Regions from separate parts of the Bicyclus anynana genome. Here region 2 is linked to region 1. The links are chromatin contacts, called in public Hi-C maps. All regions are on one chromosome and are shown on one strand. Each heading gives the region's core, a stretch centred on a gene start, on an enhancer-like site or on the middle of the called end of the contact. The rest is flanking DNA. Distances are from core to core; before and after follow the strand shown.

Region 1 (7,608 bases), core at 2,160-4,659:
AATTTTGTGTACTCCCGCTGCGTATACCTGACCTCGACAATCTGTTTTGATGTTCTGCACAATATAGTACGAAACGAAAATAGTGCCCTAGCTTATCTCCTTTTAAATGTAACAAAAATGCAATTTTAGATAGCTTCTACAACCTGTCGCTCGGATATAGTTCCAGTGCGATGATATCGTTCGCTGTACGTCCCACTAACATTCAGTACAAATTAGTTGACATTTTGATACCTTATCATACGTTATCGGATGATTATAAAGCTCGCGGAAAATGTATTGCGTCGAACGTTTGTCAATACTTTCTAAGGAATTTTTCAAAATAATGTGGGAACACCTTTAGCAAACATCTCTTTAACACTACAATGCAAACGCATTGTAGAGTTAAACTTAAAAATATGCATGCCGAATACAGAACCTCCTCCTTTTTGAAAGTCAGTTAAAAATGAAACTGGTTAAATGAAGTTTGAATGCAATATTTAAAGGTCGTGTTAAAATATATTTTTACTTATTGACATCGTTTCAGCGAACTGATCTAAATAAGATCAAGGTAAAAATAGATTATTGTTTTAAAAATATATTATTAAAATAAAATAAAAATCAATTGAAGAAAATATTGAGTACACAACATTTCTTGCTAGCTTTTAGAAGTACTAAATTTCAAGAACGTACGTTGTTTTTTAGAACCTACTTAAAATACTACACTTCTTCTTGTCTGACATTTCTTGTCTTGATTATCTTGTCTTGTCTTAATTATTCCATGTAGCATTTCCATTCCCTAATCAATCTAAATAAAAAAAAGCATTTTCGCGTAAATTCAATTCACGTATTGTATCAGCAGATCGTCATGTTTCCATGTTTGCAAGAATAAATATTGCACTTGACAAGACCGATAATTCGTGCAGCTGTCCAAACATTTACAAGCGTTTTGTGTAGGTGAATGCATGTTTGATATTCACAAATTAGCGCTTTTGCTCAAACTTTATGAAAAATTTCATTTTTTTTCTTTTATTTGCTTTGTGGATATCCGAGTGCGATCTGGCGCAAATGCCATATTGTATATATATCTGCTATCTCATTGGCGAATTTTTCACCAGAACCAACCATTTTCTGGAAACCTATAACATCCGCGCTCATACGACGAGATACATATTTCTTATAGAGATATTCATAGAGTTATACCATTTGTTCTTATATTCTTTTTTGCTCAAGCTTTTGATTACCTATCATCAACAGATATCAGAGGTGAAAGTTTCCTAAAAAATCGTCTCAATTTTTCGTTTATCATATGACATAGTAGCCATGTTTGTAGGGTTTTCCAAATTCTACTTTATGGACAGTATTTAAATTGAATAGATGTATGATATGTTATTTAGTGTAGGTATGTAAAATGCCAATAAAATTGCACGTAATCCTGTTCAAAGTAAACATTTGTCATACGTTTCGCTAAAATAGTCGTTTTAACGACTGTGTTATGGTGTCCAACGTTTACAAATGTCCTTATTAATGCAGTTCTAATATTTAACACTTTTCGTGTTTTTCTAACATAGGTATTGGATATTTTTTGCTTTAGTTCATTTGCTTGTCTTATATTTTAAAAAGTTTCTAATAATATAGTAGTTCAATTCAATTCTAATAATATAGTATAAAATTTCAATCGCTATCAAAATATTGACTCGATTTCCAACTAATCGCTTGTTTTTACAGAGGAAACACATTCAAGAATTTTTCAGAAACTTTTCAGAAACAGAAGCAATTTGGGATTACGTTTGCTAAATGTTTGGAACCATTCAAAATTGAAACATGCTGTATACAATGTTTAACTTACTTAATTGGGCATGACCCACGTATTGAACTTCAATATCTTTATTACTTAAATCTCCTTCACACATCGCATATGTATCCTTATCTATGTATGTATAATATGCATCGTAACATTTAAAATTTAATCCCAAATGAGACAAAATTAATGTCCCGTAAGTCGTGTTTTGCATATAATATAAGAACGCAGTAAGAAGAGTAATAAATAGTTATGATCAAGTCGTAGATAATTATTTATATTTTAGCCTCTAATTTTTTTTTCGAGATTCATTGTTACAAAGTAAAAAAATATTAAAATTATTGAATTAGTAAGTACATATCCTCTGAATTCCCGTAGATTGCGTACAAAACTAACAAAATAATAAAAGTGTCATTTTGTCTTAGGAGCTGAAAATTTACAGAGGTTGATTTAGATTTCATCTCCTATGAATATGATATACATAAAGTATACCTTTCTCCATGCTCCATCTAAGCATATAATCTCTGTAGCACAGAATAAATAGAACCTTGTTAAAAACCTTTACCTAAGTTACCTACAAACATTTTAGATTCCACGCTTAAAATTGTTTTTTTCATCAACAATTTTGGCAGTTAAATCCGAGCCACCGTAAAAAAAGAACAAAAAGCTAATATTAGTTAAGTACACGTAGACATAGCACCTGTAACGTTGGTATTGGGGCCACTGTAGGGCAACCATCAGTTACCACACCTACACTTCATGACCATCCTTCAACTTGTGGGATCAGCTGAGAGGCTGATGTCATGTGTAATGATATCAAGTGTTTACTTAACACTTAGGCTTTCGATTGTCGATGAGGCCATGAGGCCCATGGTTTCTGCTGGGAAGCAAAACTACGAAAATGTTACGCCAAACTTTATATAACTCGTAGTAGAAGTAACTATGTTTACACATACATCATCGATAGTTCTATATGCGTATTTATTTAAGATGTGTGTAGGTATTAAATAAATTAATGGTTTATTAGATGTTCGTGTTTTAGTGTCTAAAGTAGACGTTACAAAATATATTTACATAAACTAAGCTGACTTAATATAATTAAATGCAAAAGATTAATGATCTAAATTTTATCGAAAATATACAATATTTAAATGACTAGCTTTTGGGTGCTAGTTTTGTGGATTTCGATAATATTTTATAAATTATTATTTAATGCTTGACTGCAAATTTCTTTCCAGTATGTAATAAAAGTAGATATTATAACAATTTATGTCGTCAAATTCCTCGCATTTTAAACGAACAATTCAACAGAAGACAAATAATATCGCCTTATTTTGAAAAAGCTGAAAGCTTTTATATAAAAAACAACCTTATATTTAGACAATTGAAGGTTGGGAACCTTGAATTCTGCTACCTTCATTTACTTATCTATGATATTGTCATTTGAACAGATTCTAAACGTCCACCAAAACACAGAAGCGTACAATTACGGATACGTTTAGAATTGGTATGCTAACCAAAGAAACCTAAAAAACATAAGCTCTAATTTATGTCGAGCAGTCGTATCAAGACCAATCAGCTGACCGTGTGATTCAGTGATCGGGCTCTCCTGCATTTTAAATACGTGAGCTGGAATTTTCAGTATATAAAAACCATACCTAAATGCTTTACCTGTTCATACAAGTTCAATGCACCGATCAGCTGAGTCAACACGCTCTTATTTTACATGCCACGTGTTTAGTAGGCACAACAATTTTCCGACAATGTTGCGTAACAAATGACTCCTATTATTCCTACAATTTATGCGTGACTGTAGGAAAACTTCCAGTACATGTAAAGCTTTTATAGGATCGGTATGTTATAAACATTCCATTAGCTCATGATTTATAGAGTTTCAATCTAACACTGTTGCGATTATGTATCTCTTGTTTTTAAATGATTATAATGGAAAATAAAAAGAATATTTCTCAATCTTAATATTCACCCCCAATGCTTTGCTTAATTTGACAGTACTAGAAGTTACATAGTAGAGATGTGCATAATACTGATAGGTACTGTATCTGGTTTAGTTTTAGCAACCAAAATGTATAAATGCTAATGGTTTTAGATAAAGGAAATCAGAATTGCTCAATACTTTTTACCGATTCGTTTGACGAAGACGAGATTCGTTTTTTGTGATTTTCGTCTTATTCGACAGGGAAATCCCTTGAGTATTTTTTAACTAATAATGTGATGGGAATAAAACATTGGGTTTTTATTTTGTCACTAACATTAGTTAATTATTTATTAGGCAACTATTCGCTAAGAATATAGTAATAATATAGGTTAAATTAAACCACGTGGTTTTAGCGATCATTAGCACCTCTTAACACTTTTAAACAAGGGATCGCTCTGCCTCGTGTTGGGATATGTACAAATTCCTGTATTTGGATCCGGTTTTAAGCAAACTTCGTTAACCCTTATGTAATCACTTCAGATAATTCGGTAACGTGGCTGTATCAATCAGCTGGTCCATGATGTCATTCGTTTAGCATTACGTGCCATTTTGGGGTTTTTATTTTTAAAGCTCTTTTTTTCCTTCGTATTCGCTTACATGTCGCGACTTGCTTTCGGGTTGACCAGCCTTCACCTTGACTCCGCGTAGAGATCAGCTGTTTGGTTTGCAATAAAACGAGTATGCATATATGATTCATTTATCTTATCAAGTCATCGTTGTATTGTATTAGAATTTATTCTAGTTCCAATTTTTTTTCAACAGTCAGAGCTTTAGCTCTTTTTTTTTCTATCCATCTGTGCCTAGTTTGGAATGCGTTGCAAGTTTTTTTGATCTCTCGTTTTTAATAGCGTGTAATAGTTTTTAAGAATTTGCAGATCCAGATAAAGAATTGTATTTAAATAATGAGACGAATGTAATAGCTGTACATTTATAAAATTTAATAATTACACATGAGTGCCTCGGACACGAGCATGAACTCGTGGGTATGTTAATAATGTAAATAAAAATAACGAGTGAGCTTTTTCAACCTAATTAAAAATATTAAGAAGATTACATAAATACATAGTTTATTTAGATAAAGGTTCATGCTATGGTCACTGGAGCGTATATAGTACGTCCACACTTTATGACTGTCTATTAAATATTACTCAGTTACTGAACAAGGAATAAGCGGTGCTTTTATGGTGCCTATAATGTTCTTAGTGACGGACTTAATTACCGTTGACTTAGCACCTGAGTGTAAGCAAGCGGTTACAGAGGTACACAATAACCCATGTTACCGTGTTTGCCGAGTCAACATAGCTGGCCCCATGACGGGGCTGTCAGGTAGCATCACTACTGAATCTATCCGTTCAATAGGTGTGCCCCAAGGTCTTAGAAACAGGCCGTAATTGTAGATAATTATCTAAATTATCCACAGCTACCTGTGTTACAGCGCACGATTTAGAATCTCTGTTCAACTTTTAAATTTTTGACTCCAAAATGCCACGTATATGTATTGTACTACGCTTGGGTGGAGACGCAAATAATACCTTTGTCGTACATACGACTAGTTACGTAACCGGATGATAGATGATCTTGGCGTCAATAATCTCTGCAGTATCTTTTATATGTGAAGTTGGTGTTAGTCTTTTTTCTAAAGTATATGCTTTTGACACCTGAGCATGAGCATAAATCAGTTGTCAACGTATCAAATCTAGGCCGACTGCAAACAATGCTCGGTAATCAATTGATGTCGACTTAGGTATTGCGTGTCTGACATCATCCTTAGCTATACCATAGGCTGTATAAACTAGCGTTAACATCAGTTTAATTTCGACAAGTTTAAAGATGTTCTTGTCACGATTAACGTTGATCCTCAGTTTTTGAAACGCTGGTTGTTCATCAAATTAACATATCAAGTAAACTTTAGTAATTTCTAAAGTAGCTTGCCAAAACAGCTCGCTATCAAAATATTGGTAGATTTAATGCCAATGTTAAGATGTTTGGATATATCAGCTTTACAAACAATCAAGTATTTTCATGGTAGTGTCGTTTTTTTTTTAATTAGTTTCATATACAGAAAACAATAAGAATTTTCGGAAATTTAGGTTTAAAACTAGAAAATGAACGGTGGAAGTTTGTTTAATAGTATAGATTTATATTATAACAATTTTGAATTTGTTATATGCATAAAGTACATTATTTATATACAAGTTTCATTTGTACGTGATACAACACAAAAAAAATAAAGTTATCTTCAAACCCTGAATGAAACGCTGATATACTCGTAATTTAATATAAGCTTTTATAATTTCAGCGTAATTAACGCTTATATAGAGATCACATTTTCATATTATTACGATAAAATGTATCTATAACTGCGGTTTTTCATTTAACGTCTTACTTGATCAGTCTTTCAAAAACTGTGCAATATATTTGCAGTGTAACGCTTGTATTGGTCATGATGCTGTCGTCGCCATGATAATGGCGAGCAAAAACATCAATGTGTGTTAGTATTTTATTGCCTCGAAATAGGCAAAAAGCTTTTCCACGCAAAAAGCCGGTGTACCGATCACGACTTAGGCTGTGTCTTAAGTAATCAACCACGTTTTTTGGTTCAATGCACTCACGAAACTCCATTTTACTGGACACCTAATACCGTGACGCGACGACGACTCCGTTTGTACAAACACTGTGCAATTGCGACACGAATTATGTGTTTCGGTTTACGTAATTGCGTTTTATGATTACAGAAGCCTGAACCGTATTGAAATTTTTAAGAGAGTGAAAAAAGAATCTGTTCCCTCAATTCGTGTAATTCTTAACTTAAGGTGGTTTGTTCGTTATCAACCCATATTCGGCTCACTAATGAACTTCGAGTCTCCTCTCAGAATCAGCATACTAGATAATTTTTGTAATTCTCTGCGTGTGTGAAGTCTGTCAATCCGCATTGGGCGAGCGTGGTGGACTATTGGCCTAAACCCTCTCATTCTGAGAGGAGACTAGCAGATAAGGTGGTTAAGATATTTTAAAAAGAGTGGTGTATTAAGATTTATAATATAAAGATTTTTGAAATAAGACGTTCTACTTGTGATTGCATTGTGTCTAATAGTTAAACAGTAAACTTTTATGTTTCTATAGTATCTCGAATCTACGAGTTTTTTAGACTTATGGTAATAATGAAATCATAATAATAAATTGTAATGTGAAATGATGAAATTTGGTTAGTAAGGGACACATTTGATAAGACCATTTATAATTTGCTTACTCCATTGTAAGTTGATGGTGATAATATTTTTAATACAGGGTAGCTAAGTCTACATCTCTGTCGCGTATTTTCAAGTACAACGTGGGAAAATTGAGGCTTTGGAGAGATTATTATTATAAATAGTTTAGGTATCTAAGTTCGGGTTTAGCTTAGACACTGATAAAAAACAGCCGCCTTGTATAAAGGATGTGTAGTGCATAAAATTGTTGACGATGATCGAACGACCTAAGCCGGGATTTTTTCGCCCGGATACATCAATTACTTAGATTAGCTTAGGTATCATATTCGTGTAATATTCATGAGAATTTTGTGACTATTCTATGTGTCTCCTTGGTTTAATGAAGTGCACAGCCTTTCTGATCTGTGGGTTCTGTTTCGGGTTTATTTTGGAAATTTCAGCGACTGATACCTACCATCGAAATTAGTCTCGTTTAGGTTTAGCTTTTTATCTACTAGTTCTTTGATCGTAGTTTAGCATTCCGTTTTGTTGCTGCGTAGAAACCTATTAATGTTTTAACAAACTTTTATATTAATTGGAACTAAGCGCTTTCATTTTCTTTTTTCAATAAAATTTTAGTTAATTGT
Region 2 (7,608 bases), core at 2,169-4,668, 33 kb after region 1:
TAAAAGTCGGAACGTATTCGTGATTAAAATTTTCAACGCACGAAGTGTACGGCGTGACGTATTTTTGCATTGGTGCAAAAAGTATTTGTGGTCCAAATTGGGATATAATGCTAATTTTCGAAACACTGATGCTATAGGTCGAATTGTCTTGAATTCAATCGGTTCACGCTTTGGTTAATTGATCGTTCCACATCCTTCGGGAGAGATATAATAACCCCTAGAGAAATTGGTTCTAATTTATTGTTTTCGCAAAACTAAGCCGTGACTAAGTGCTGTTACTCACGTGAATTGCAAGTAATGGCTGTCCATAAAAAAAATCATTACAGCTCTCAGATGTTACTAATCGAACAGTTAATAACTTTAAGATCTTCAATTTCGTAAAACCTTTAAAACATATTTAAGTACTTGTAAACACAATACAAATTATATACTTACTTTTTGTGTCAGGTTTATTTGCTGATCAAAATAGTTCTCCGTTCACATTATATTTCTTCGCATAGACAACTCGCCGAGCAAGATTAGTCTAGACTCGCGGTCATTGTCAGGGGATGAATTGTAACTTTTGCAATGTTAGATTCGACAGATGCATTTTTTATTTTTATTTTTTTTCTGGCTGCATGAAATCGATTTCTTTGTAGTTGTTTTTGAGAATGGTTGGCAGGCTGCCGTTGTGTTCTTACAATCTAGATCATGTCTTAGATTGTCCCTGTGTTAGAGCCTAGTCACGTTTGGAATCATTGTGTAGGTTGTTGCTTCTAATTTCTAAGACGTCGCAGTCGACATTTCTCGTTAATTATATCCAATCGAATTTTTTTGTCGACTGCCCACCGGTGTTTGTAGCAGGCACACTCGTGGCCTTGATTGTTAGATGTCATTTACTGACGTGTAAGTGCCTCTTTACGATTTTTTATATTTTAACAATGATCGAAAGTACACTGATTGACATTTACAAGTCACTAATCACCATGCATATGTCCTATGTGTTATCTGATACATGAAATGTTGTAGTTTCCTAATACGACAAAGTCGTTGACTGACACCGCACTGCGGGAACACGTATCTCTACAATGGAATGCTTTATTGGCTGTTCGTTAGGTATTATGTTGGATCTGAACCTAGGATTGGCCTTTCGTATTATAGGTATCAGACGAGATGTTCGTTTACCTCTATTGTTATTTGGATATAAAAAAAAAGAAATTAAAAATTGAATCCTCATCGTTATTCTCGAATGTTGCCTTTAACACCCACACGTAAGCCTTTGTGTTAGGTTACATCATTTTTTTCAAATGGGTCATCAATATAGGAATTTCATACAAGTTGTATTATTACTAATGCACTATATTGATGACATGCTTAAGACAGTATTTTAAGTAATTAAACAATCTAATTTTGCAATTGATGATTTTGTAAGTGTAGCTCCTGTGTCATCAGCTTTTAAAGCCAGAAGTGCTCATCCGTGTTCACTAAGTGGTTTGTTTACAGAAAAAACATCTACCGATACGCGAGGGAATTTAGCAAGAGTCAACTTGGCCTTAATTTTTTTTACTATGTACACAACTTCTTGTATGCAGAGTATTTTGCGATCGAGGCCCCGTAGGGTTAAGTTTGTTTATACTGTTAAGTCAATTGAACCAGCGTATTGAGTTAAATCCACGACACCAAATTCTAATTAGCGAGACTTTTGACTTACACCGCGGGAACTTTTGTTGATCTCTGAAAAATTAATTATTTTGTTCAATGTTCATGAAAACATATTTACTGTATTAAGCAAAACATGATTAAAGTTCAAAAGAATCAGCGTGCAAGAATCACGTCAGATGCTACGCATATTGAAACACAGCTTTCATGAAATGTGCTTAAATGAGAAGCTATACAAGTCATGAGTACGACCACATTGCGATCTGAACTAGCCTCGCTCGAATAGACACACGTAAAAAAAGCACCATACGCGACAAGCGCGTGAAATTCAAGTTAGTTCCGTCTAGATTTGTATTCTGTTTTTGTTAACTGAAAGCGGACCGAAGATTTGTAGAGTGGCTTATTTTTTATGCGTATCTAACGTGACCTGTTTACGGATATGTGCAGGTCACAAAATTTGCCATCCATTTATAGTACCAATCAATCTGTTATCTAAGATCTAGTCACTACATGGTAGATTTCTAGCTTTTTATGCGTCTGCTGTCTGAGGTTAATAAACTTGTATTCTGATTGCTCATTCATCTTACATCATTGTGGTTTGCGTTTTATTGAAATTTTTCTTTTACTTTTTCTCAAGGCTGTCATGTCATTAGTGTAATTCGTGCACTGCATTCTGTGATTCTTAATTTATTTAAATCGCTTTTTCTATGGGGTTTACAATTTCGTTGAACTCAAATATAAGCTTATTTGGTTTCGATCATTAAAATACTCCACATACGTATATTCCTTTTAAGTGTATTCAGTAGCTGCCGGCAGTTACTCTGGACGTCCATTAGGTCGATGTCCATTGTATAATTCATATCGTTTTGCGATCTATTGTGCGGCGCTTTTTGTCTATTCTCGTTGAATAGGGCAATTGTCAGTGGAGGAAATAGGCAATTGCGGATCTATACATTCTACATGACCACTAGTCTATGCAATGATCACTACCGACACGCTTCTTATGCTATTCTATATTTAAATATTTATCTAAATTTGTTACTTGCCATTACTTTTGTAGGCTTGCCATTACGTTTGTGCAGGATGTTAGGTTTGCTTCGTTTTTCTAAATGAAAATGATGATGGTAGTATAACATGCTTTTGGTATTCGGTAAACATTCTATTTATGTTTTTACTACATCATGACGTGATGTAAAATTGCTTCAAGCACGGTTAACTTTTTGTAACATTATGTAAAAACATAATTCGTCTAATCAAAACAGCATTAGTAAGCCAAATTATTGAAGTGGTCTAAACTTCTTAGCATTTTTTTTTAATCCGACTTAGTCATGCGCTTCTAATATTATACAATATAAATCATATTTTAAAATATCTATTTAAACTTCCTCGTTTTAAATCTAATGTTCTCATATATCACCGGATTTTGAAAATCACCGTGTCGAATCACAGAAATTTATTTTACCTCTCATTATAAGATGATCGAGAGATATACATAATTGCATACGCTGTATTAATAATAAGCAAAATGACAAAACACGTTATCTTCCTAAGTCACATCTCTAAATTTGTTATCCGCGAGAATCTCAGCTGATGGACCTGCTTGCGCATTTTTAAAACCAGTTGCAATTTCCTGCAGGCAATTTTCGGCTTACGTAATATAATAATATGCATTCGTTTTCGACCACATACCAAGGCCACTGTGTCGACGACCACAGGGGGCGGGGCGTTTACTAAGTCAATATCTCCTTAAGTGGCAGTTGTGAATTAATCATCATGCACACAATGCACTTTCAATCTTGTTTCAGCAGTTCCGTTATTTCATTCATAGGATCGTTCACGTGTTGGATCGGATTCAACTTTTCACGTGTTTGTTTATTTGCAATGATTGAATAACCTAAATGCAGTATAACGGTTATGGGCTCGATATCTTGTAGTATTACGTGTAAATCCCTTTTTTTTATCAACAATATTTATTGTGAGTGCGCTTAACGCTCGTGTTTATGTGCCAGCGTCTTGTGTTTTTGTTTGAAGTGGGTGTCACAACACAGTTATATTTCCATTTGAATCGCAATAATGTGGATCCAAAGGTGGCAAGACGTGTCCTTTTCATGCGGCATGGTTTAAACATTGAGTGGGCATCTTAGTCTCACAATATTATCTTTATCGCCCATGTGTCATAAAATTGTATACTATTTTAGTTGAAATTCAAAATGCTATATCACAAAATTATGCACGTTGTATTAACATGCTACGTTGTAAATTTCGTCCCACGAAATTTGCGATGCTTTATGAAGATTTGTTACTCATATAGACCGCAATAAACCGGGTTCACGGCCGTGATTATGGCCGCGTGTTTACGCGAAATGTGCACTTTTTGCAGCAAATTACTGAGAAGTTCCTACGATGTCTCACAGTGCGAAAAATTCTCATTACAGTATTAAAGTGAGATAATAATTGCAGACATTATATTCATCTAGTGTTTTTTTTAGTGCTAAAAAATGTAGAGCAATGTAGCGGTAGTAGCTATACTATTAATTCGTGTTCAATTATTCTCTGTAATATAATAAGACCAATCAACTGATGAAAATGATAAATTGAAAGCCCGTAGTAAAAAAATCGCTGACAAATCCAGACAGAGTTCATTTTGTTACGTTGTGTTTTTTTTCAGATTTTTTTATACTTACGATACGTACAAAAGAATACGGGTAGCCGAACCTTTCAAGGACTGAGCGTTACGCTTCAGAAGTTTTCTAGACAATTCCCCCACTGGGCCTCTAGATTTTCACAATAAACCAACACTAATGCCGATTTAAACGCAAACTATGGTTTCCAAGTGATGATTTGCTGATTAGTAATAGTTTTAAAAATTGTTGCCCGGTTATATCGCGACTATGATGAAGATCTTACAAAGACTTGTGTATATTTTTTGTAGATGTCTTCCAACGCTTGCCTCTACTGCGTTTAAATTAGTTGATTCAATTTGTCTATAGTTTTTGTTCCGTCAGGGTTTTCTGCCTCGCAACTTGGTCATTTGTCTTTTTTATTACTGGAGCCCCTAATGAGTACAGCATCATTTGTAAATCTTACGCCGTCTAACACTTATAGACGTACTTCCTCTTTTGCTTTTCTGTACTCTATAATCACTGGCTGATGTCCAATCTTGTAATACATTGTCCGGTAGTAATAGTGAACTTAATTTAGAAAGAAATCTCGAGTCTATTATTTCGGTCATCGTATCTTGATGAGTTGACTCTGTATCTATAATGAGAATGTCAAGAGATATCTGTAACCAGGCGTTTTTATACCACCACTAAAGTTTTTTTTTTTGTTGACCTGAGCGTTTATTCGCCGACGAAAGATTCGTTGAGTAGTTAAATGTTTCGATTAAATTTAATTTATTTCCTTGTCCAATCATTTTATTGTCTCTCAAGTTGTCGAGTGTTGATTGAATTATAAACCAGAGTTTATGAGTTACTACTACTTAGTTTATTGTGTAAGCCTTTTAAACATTATCTCTATACGCTTAAATCTCTATAGGTGTGCGTATAATAAATGTCTCTGACCAGCGAAAAATGCATGCTATAGTTTTTTCATGTCTGTCTTGTCGTACGACTTTATAATATGCCATTGGGTCTTTGCTCTGTCACGTTTATTTGATTCAGGTTTTTTATTGCGTTTACTTATTTTAGTGCACTTTACGACCACAAGTTAAACATCATTATAACGTTTGAAATTTACTTTTGTATTATTCTCACGTTTTATGGGTTTCTTAAGAATATATTTTTTTTTGTTTAAGTTTTTGACTTGTGTTTTCATGTAAATTCTTTCTTTGTTTCAGGAGAATATAGACCCGTCGCCGTACAGCCTTTCGCCTGTGTCAGCTAAATCACAAAAGTTGTTACGTTCCCCACGTAAAGCTACACGGAAGATTTCAAGGATTCCCTTCAAGGTACATATCCCAACATCATTATTAATATACTCGTAAGTTCGTGCCTGCGTGAACGAAATGACGTTTTCTTTTCTCTAAAAATGATACCTAGCTTGATTGATTTATCAGTCGCTTTAAATTTAAAAAGCTCGGTTTATAAACTTATGTTAGATTAGATGTTAAATGTAGCCTTTAAACGATTTCATCTCTCGACGTATACAAGTATTCACTACTGTGATTTTTCTAGGGTTTTTATTTTTCATACGAAATTGCAATTGACTTCAGAAAACGTAATGTTCCAAATTGTCTCTAAAGGGAATGTTAGATCAATGGGTTGTGACAGAACATACGTCTAACGGCCACTTTCTTCATTCCAAGTAACAGTCAAAGTAACGTCATAAACCAAAAGTGACGGTCTTTTCACTGAAAACTAAAGTCTTCTTTACTACTTACCACTTTTACTGTTACTTTAGCTTTACATGAAGAAACTGGCTGTTAGTAGCGAGCCAATGAAGCTAATTGTACCGTGTTGTCTGTAGGTGTTAGACGCGCCCGAGTTACAAGACGACTTCTACCTGAACCTGGTGGACTGGTCCGCACAGAACGTGCTCAGCGTCGGCCTGGGGAGCTGCGTCTACTTGTGGAGCGCGTGCACCAGTCAGGTACCCTTATACATGATTTTGTTTCGTCGTTATCAACCCATATACGGCTCACTGCTGAGCTCAAGTCTCCTCTCAGAATGAGAGGGGTTAGGCCAATAGTCCACCACGCTGGCCCAACGCGGATTGGCAGACTTCACACACGCAGAGAATTAAGAAATTCTCTGGTATGCAGGTTTCCTCACGATGTTTTCCTTCACCGATTGAGACACGTGATATTTAATTTCTTAAAATGCACACAACTGAAAAGTTGGAGGTGCATGCCCCGGACCGGATTCGAACCCACACCCTCCGAAATCGGAGGCAGAGGTCATATCCACTGGGCTATCACGGCTCCCATGTTTTTGTTTACTAGCTTTTATTTATTGCACTGTTAGTCTCTTCGCCACACACTGCATGAGTGTGGGAAGTAGTAAATACGTTGTGCGACCACGTTACTCGTCCTGCCGCGTTACGTGCCTCTCGTCCAGCCCATCGCTTCCTATTATGTTACTTTTGAGCGCGAGTCAAAGGACTAGTAAGGGTCATCGCGAGTAGTTGCGCGAGGAGCTAGTGGTATACTAGTCAAATCTTGAAAGGTACTACTTGGCGTTGGGCTGGACTTAGGGTACTGTGTCTACTTGCGGATTGATTGCACGAGTTACTTAGATAGTAGATACGTTTTTAGTTTTAATTTAACTAGATGTGTATGTGTGGAATCTAAATTCGAACGACTTCCTGATTTTCGATTGGACTCAAATGTGGTAGCTACTTCTACTTGTTGATCGCATTCATTAATCAGGTATGCGTTCAGGTTCTTCAAAAAAGAATATTTGCAATAATCCCATTCCCCTCCAACTGGTCGGGAAATACTGTGCTAGGAGTGAGTGTACGACAATAGACCAACGCGGCGGGGATCGAACCACCACCCCTCGGTGATGAGTCCAACCGCTCTCACCGTTGAGCTATTGAGGCTAATAGGTACTACGGATCTTGAGCTGCATGCATCCACCTCACTGTTAGTTGTTACCCCTTTGATGTCTGCGCTTTTCATCACCTTGGGACTTCAATTTCCATCACTTTAGCTTTGCGACTCCTTGAGCTGTGTCGTTGAATTTGGTTCTTCTGCGGATCTTTCTATTTCTATTTCGATCGTTCAGAGATATTCCGAGCAAAGCTGCTCCATCGTCCGTTGAGTGACTGAGCTTTTTTAAGAAATTCATAGCTTGGGTAGGTATCTTATTATCAAACTTAACTTAGCTGTTAGTAACACACTTAAACCAACGAAAGGGTCGACATGATAGATTGTTTGATGTGCCATCAACAGTACAGATGTGGTTCAAGTATTGCCAATTGAGTCTGTCAGCAAATGCCATGAGAATGATGTAAATAGCCAATGAAGAT

Evidence for each region. Hi-C and Micro-C count contacts between places; a contact is called where the count stands out from the background.
Region 2: a contact with region 1 is called in a Hi-C map of whole larva, with 3 times the contacts expected there. The contact joins two enhancer-like sites. A contact is called at or near these places in 2 of 2 Hi-C or Micro-C datasets (whole body and whole larva).

Annotation. Positions count from the first base shown.
Region 1 is chr4:16,302,877-16,310,484 of ilBicAnyn1.1, forward strand. All of the region lies in intron 1 of LOC112053505 (fizzy-related protein homolog), which reads left to right. Among protein-coding and RNA genes, the nearest start is that of LOC112053505, 15 kb to the left of the region's middle. Within about 2 kb of position 3,410, at least 3 of the 8 cell types and tissues checked have open chromatin away from gene starts, as enhancers often do.
Region 2 is chr4:16,336,028-16,343,635 of ilBicAnyn1.1, forward strand. It overlaps LOC112053505 (fizzy-related protein homolog), which reads left to right. Exons shown (of 10, transcript XM_024092940.2): 3 at 5,477-5,587; 4 at 6,106-6,228. Among protein-coding and RNA genes, the nearest start is that of LOC112053506, 32 kb to the right of the region's middle. Within about 2 kb of position 3,419, at least 3 of the 8 cell types and tissues checked have open chromatin away from gene starts, as enhancers often do.